Linked DNA regions of Zea mays: region 1 is linked to region 2. The links are chromatin contacts, called in public Hi-C maps. All regions are on one chromosome and are shown on one strand. Each heading gives the region's core, a stretch centred on a gene start, on an enhancer-like site or on the middle of the called end of the contact. The rest is flanking DNA. Distances are from core to core; before and after follow the strand shown.

Region 1 (2,700 bases), core at 25-2,524, 640 kb before region 2:
GCTTCCTTCTTCTCCTCGATGATCGTCTGGATGCGACCACGGTGAGCGTCATCGAGCATCAGACGGAAATCCTGGATCGTCTGGTTGGCTGGCATCCGCGCGGCGTCGATAGCAAGCTCGTCGTGGATGCGAAGCCCAACCACGGCCTCGGGGAAGCAGTGCGTGCGGCGGTCGTTGGTGAAATCGATGGGCGGGTAGTCGGAGAGCTGCTCAACGATGTGGCCGTACTTGGTCATCCACCAGTCGTGGTACTCGAGCATGACGAAGACCACCTTCTTGTTATAGTGGCGCGCGGTGATGTAGAGCGGGATGATGCCGTCGTTGAACTCGTGGTACACGTTGCCCGTGTAGCCGCCGGTGGAGAAGACGACGGCGGGGACGTCGTGGCGGACGTCGCAGCGGCTGGGCGCTCCCTCTGGCGCGGAGCGGAGGCGGAGCTCGTCGATGGTGCTCATGATGCTGGACTCCCACTTGCGCGTGTATGGGCGGATGTGCTCGTCGGTGGCCGGTCGAGACGAGTTGGGAGGCAGGAGCAGGAAGAGCGAGTTGGAGGCGGCCTGGGTGCGGACGTGCCCGCGCATGACGCAGACGTCGGTGCGGAGCGCGGTGCGGTCGCAGCAGACGGTGTCGTTGGCCACGTCGGCGCACGGCGGTGCCGGTGCGCCGTCGTCGTGCCGCGCCCTCCTCCCTAGCTGCAGCAGCTCGTCCATGGTGGCGGAGACGGGGCTGCCAGGAAGCAGCAGCAGGAGGCAGGATACGAGCGCGAAGCCGGCAAGCATACGGAGCAGCGCATCGTGCCCGTGCTTTCGGTGTTGACAGGCGTAGTCTGCCAAGCGGCCCCGGAGCTCCTTCATCCTGCCGCCGCCTGACTCTTCAGCCGGCAGCGCATCCTCTGCCGCCGCCTCGCCCTTTCTGTGCTGGTGCACCAGCAAGCTCGCCCGGTGGTGGTGGATCATCTCTAAGTCTCAACTCACAGTCGGATTTTGAGTGGGGGCCGGCGGGGGGCGTGGTGTTCGAGCCTTAAAGGATCAGCAGTACTCAGAACCGCCCGGAAGAACCCAGGAAGCAGAAGCACAGGGACGCGCATAGAGAGTCGTGGACGGCGTTAGCACGCGAACGCAGAGTAGAAGAGTCGTCGTAGACCATGACCGCGTCGGCTGGCGTGGACTCGCGTCATTTTAAACATGGCGTGCTGCGTGGCGGTCTGGCGGAAGGAACCAAACCGCGTCTCATTTCTATGGCTTGCGGCGTAAGGGAATGCAATGCAACAGGCCAACCGCCAACACGACCGAAGGCTGCGCCGCTGATGCTGACCAAACGGACCCTGCTGGCCTGCTGGTGCTGGAGATGGACTGGCAATGCAGCAGCGCAGCGGGCAGTTGGTGGTAGCACGGAATCGGCAGCAGGAGGAGGCGGCCGCAGGTCGCTTTCATTGGGACCGCTTGCGGGACTTTGCGCGTTTCATATTCTTTCTTAGCGCGGGTTGCTTATTTGTATGGGAAAGGTGTTTCCGTTCGCCTGCAGGCTGCAGTGGTGCTCTGGGTTACGCGGCCTACATGTGATGATTGATCCGATCCTTCCGTTGGGAGAGGATGTGAATATATGATCAGATCCAGCACCAGCAGCCGATTGAACAGAATCACCATCCGTCCATCCATGATGCATGATTGGTTTAGTTATCCCCATCCAGAAGTCAGCAGCCCAGCGCTGCTGACCTTTTTTTTTCCCGACAATGCTTCCGTTCGCGCGCTGTCTTTGCAGGCATGCGATCGCTCCGGTTGGTGGGCCGCGACGTCCAATCGCACCACACTCTTCTGCTAGTCCCGTTGCGCCGCATCGCCAGGAGTCCCTGCACTCCACTCACCATGATCGAAATGTTTCTTTATAATTTGTTAGGACAGAAATAGAGTTCGATCCTAATTTGTTTCGATCTTTAAATTTTATAATGTAAAATTTAATACCCATTATCACCCTTAGCCGCGACTATCCTCCACCGTAACTATACCGCCTTTGCGTCCTGCAGTTTATCTGGGTTTTCACATGCCATATCGTCACCGTTGTCGCACCACCCTCACCTCATCCAGAGAGATTTACTAATATGCTCACTCCACAATTCATAGACAAAGACAGATTGCCAAATCATAGGCGCAGTTAGCATTTTTAGCAAGGAGGCAACATTGAGGTGCCCAAAAACACAAATACAAACCTCAATCTTCATTAATCTATGCATCGTGCACAGCTCTACGATTACACGTCAACTGGACTTCAACACTACCATGACACCTCGGTGTTCTTCACGCGTTCGATACGCCCACCCATAATCCACTTTTGCAGAATCCATCATACCGTCTCTACTGTTGGGGCCTTCGTCTGCCGAAGATCCTCAAAAACACGGCTAACCATTTGTTTTCAGCATATTATTAAGTATTACAAGAGCTTCTGTTGGTCCTTGTTCCCGGATGTGATACACCAAGAACAAAGCAACACAATTGTTAACGATTAGAGACCTTCGTTCTTCGAAGCATTATTTCGCCTGTGATATAATGTTCTTCAGACGAAGATCAAGAAGGGCATACCTTCATCATTTTAGTGGGTAAAGATATAAATAAAGACATATGAGACATGAAAAGAACGTAAACAATCATACCAAGTTATTAGATTATTTATATTCTTATTCTTATAAACATGAATAAATATCAA
Region 2 (2,700 bases), core at 57-2,556:
GTGGGAATAGCAAAGGGAAAAAAGTAGCTACAGAGAAAGGCAAGGAAGCTGACAAGAATGCAGTACTAGAAGCTGACATGGAGGGTTCAAACCAATCTGAGAAGGGGAAAAGAAAGATGATTAGAGGCAAAATAAAGTGCAAAAGATGTGGAGAATTAGGTCACAGTGAAACTAGCTACAAGTGCCCATTGAACGGAACAAAGAAAAGGTAAGTGATGAAATGTCTAATTTGAACATGTGCACTGTTATATTTGTATCTAACTGTGCTGTCCAACTTGTAGGAAGAGAAAGCCTCGCATGAATAGAACAAAGTATGGGGATAATGCCAAAATCCCCAAAACTCGACTTCAACAAAGTGTCCAAGGTCAAGGTGCTGTCTAAGGTGAAGCTAATGTCGAACTTGAAATTGTTCAAGATCATGGTGTTGTCCAAAGTGAAGCTGATGTCCAACTGGAAGTTTTTCTTCCGGTTACACCAACAAGAGAGTCTATTTTACAAGACAGCCCAATCAGAGTCACTAGGAGGTAATTACAATTATGTTGTATCAAGTCGCAACTAGTTGTGTCATTAAATTATATTGTTCTTCATTTTTTCAGCAAGCTTGCTATGTTGCTGGGAGATGTCCAGTCACCTGTCAAGAATACAACTCCTAAGAAGATGCTAGTGAAGAAGCTCACACCAAGGAAGCTGAAGAAAGTCTAATAAGTAGTTGTTTTATGTGTTATCCAATATTTTAGTTCTCCTAATAAGGTGTTGCTGGGAGATGGACCATTCAAGGATTTTTGTCGTTCTCTTTGTGGTTCTCTTTGTTGTGCTAGGTACTTTGGAATGAAACAAATGTGTGCTGTTATATTCAAGATCATGAACTATTAGTGTGCTGCTATTTAAAACAAAAATTCAGAAGTTGTTAGTGTGCATATCTTCTGTTATTAAGCTGTGGTCAGGATGTTTGAGCTGTGGTCATCAGCTTGGAACCTGACGCTAGGATACATAGAAAAAAATTCAGAGCTTACGCTGGAGCTCGCCGCGTGCGGCGTGCTGGAGCCCAGGCGCGGTCCAGAACCAAGAGAACGAGCGAGAGGAGAACAGAGAGAATGAAGTGTTTTGAGCGACGGGAGACAGAGAACGAGCGACTGCAGTTTAGTTTAGGGGTAAAACAGTTCAATCAGTTGATACATTTGTCAAATAACCCCCTAAATGATATTTTATCTATAAGTCAATGTTTTAGAATGACGTAATAACGAAGCGTGTTCTCATAATATCATTGGAGCGAATCCTTAGTTTGATAGAATTCCAATTTTCTAAGCACATCAACGCGACATTCCCCTTCTCCTTCCCACGTTTTCCTTCAAGCACGCCCGTCCTACCCCGCTTCCGTGTCCGTGATCGCCCGTCGACTTTTGCGCTGCCGTAGCGGGTTGAAGCGGAGATCCATCGCCTGGCCTGCCGCGGAGTCAGTCCCACCCCACCTGAGATGGCTTCGGAACTATCTCACGGCACTAGGAGAGACGTATGCATCGAGTCCATGGCGCGGCCTATCGCCGTGGACCACCGCATAAGCATCCACTACTATTTCCGCATCGCTGACAACCTCCTCCGCCAGGTGCCCTTTGATCGATCCCATGGCCTTCTTTTGCTGGAGCTATTAGCTTTGCGTCTAATAGTGGTAGTAGCTCTGGATTCGAGCGCGCGTTTCGTTAACTATTGGACTTATTTCGCTGCGATGCCCTAAGTACGGGTAGTTAGCTGGTATATTTGTTAATTCTGGTCTTTTTATGTGGTGCCCGCAGGCTAATGTGTATCGAGAAGAGAAGAATGTTCTGGACCTCTACATCCTCCTCCTGAGATACTCGAGGTGAGGTGTATACTGGAATCTTGTCAATTTCTTAATATTATCAGTTTGGATGTTAATTTTATCTCTGCTTATTGACAGCTTGTTGCTTGAGACCATACCCAAACATCGCGATTATAATGCATTTAAGGCTAGAGAAAAGGAATTCCTGAAGAAAGGCCCACACAACTCTGAGGTATTGCCTTGCTGAGCTTAGATCATCTCTTTTTTTTTCTAGTGTTCTTACTGTAGACAGGAAATTGTTATGCTGGAAAAAGTGAACAATGCAATACTTTCTGTTTTTTCTTGGAACATGCAAGCTATCGTGTCTACAATGCAGAATACAAATACTTAAGGATCACAGTGCGTTGTTGAACCCAAGCATAGTTTCCAGAAGTTCTTTTTGCTGAGTGATTAAAACTGTTTTCTGTTTTGTTGTAGAAAATTCTTGGTATTGTCAATGAGCTAGAGTCCCTTAAGCCAGTTGTGCAGCAACAAATTGCCACCGGTAATAGCAGGGGTGCAGATGAACCTAATGGTGTATATGGAACCTATGCTGCAAGTAGTGAGTTGGAGCACCATACCCCAGGCCCATATGTGTCGAAGGTATGCACGTCATTGTCCTACATTTTCCCTCCTTAATGTTCCAATCCAGTATCAAAGGAAGGGACAATGTGCTCTAAACTGTTACTTGCTTGTTCAAGGAATCTTGCTAATGTTTCCCTTCTTTTACAGTCCTTGTCTGGAAGCCCTACTAGACTACTGCAGAAACCATTACCTGGTTCAAAGCATCAAGCAGCTATGTCGCAGAATGTTCAACCTTATAGACATGCTATGAAACCGTAAGGCCCCACTTTGGCCTGATCATG

Evidence for each region. A called contact is a pair of places that touch in the nucleus more often than the background predicts.
Region 1: a contact with region 2 is called in a Hi-C map of endosperm, with 4 times the contacts expected there. The contact joins the promoter of LOC100279381 here to the promoter of LOC100284313 in region 2. A contact is called at or near these places in 2 of 25 Hi-C or Micro-C datasets (ear and endosperm).

The regions. Positions count from the first base shown.
Region 1 is chr8:56,884,298-56,886,997 of Zm-B73-REFERENCE-NAM-5.0, reverse strand. It overlaps LOC100279381, which reads right to left and starts at 1,274. Exons shown (of 1, transcript NM_001152395.2): 1 at 1-1,274. The coding sequence starts at 956.
Region 2 is chr8:56,240,521-56,243,220 of Zm-B73-REFERENCE-NAM-5.0, reverse strand. It overlaps LOC100284313 (mov34/MPN/PAD-1 family protein), which reads left to right and starts at 1,306. Exons shown (of 14, transcript NM_001157208.2): 1 at 1,306-1,603; 2 at 1,791-1,855; 3 at 1,934-2,027; 4 at 2,273-2,437; 5 at 2,567-2,673. The coding sequence starts at 1,475.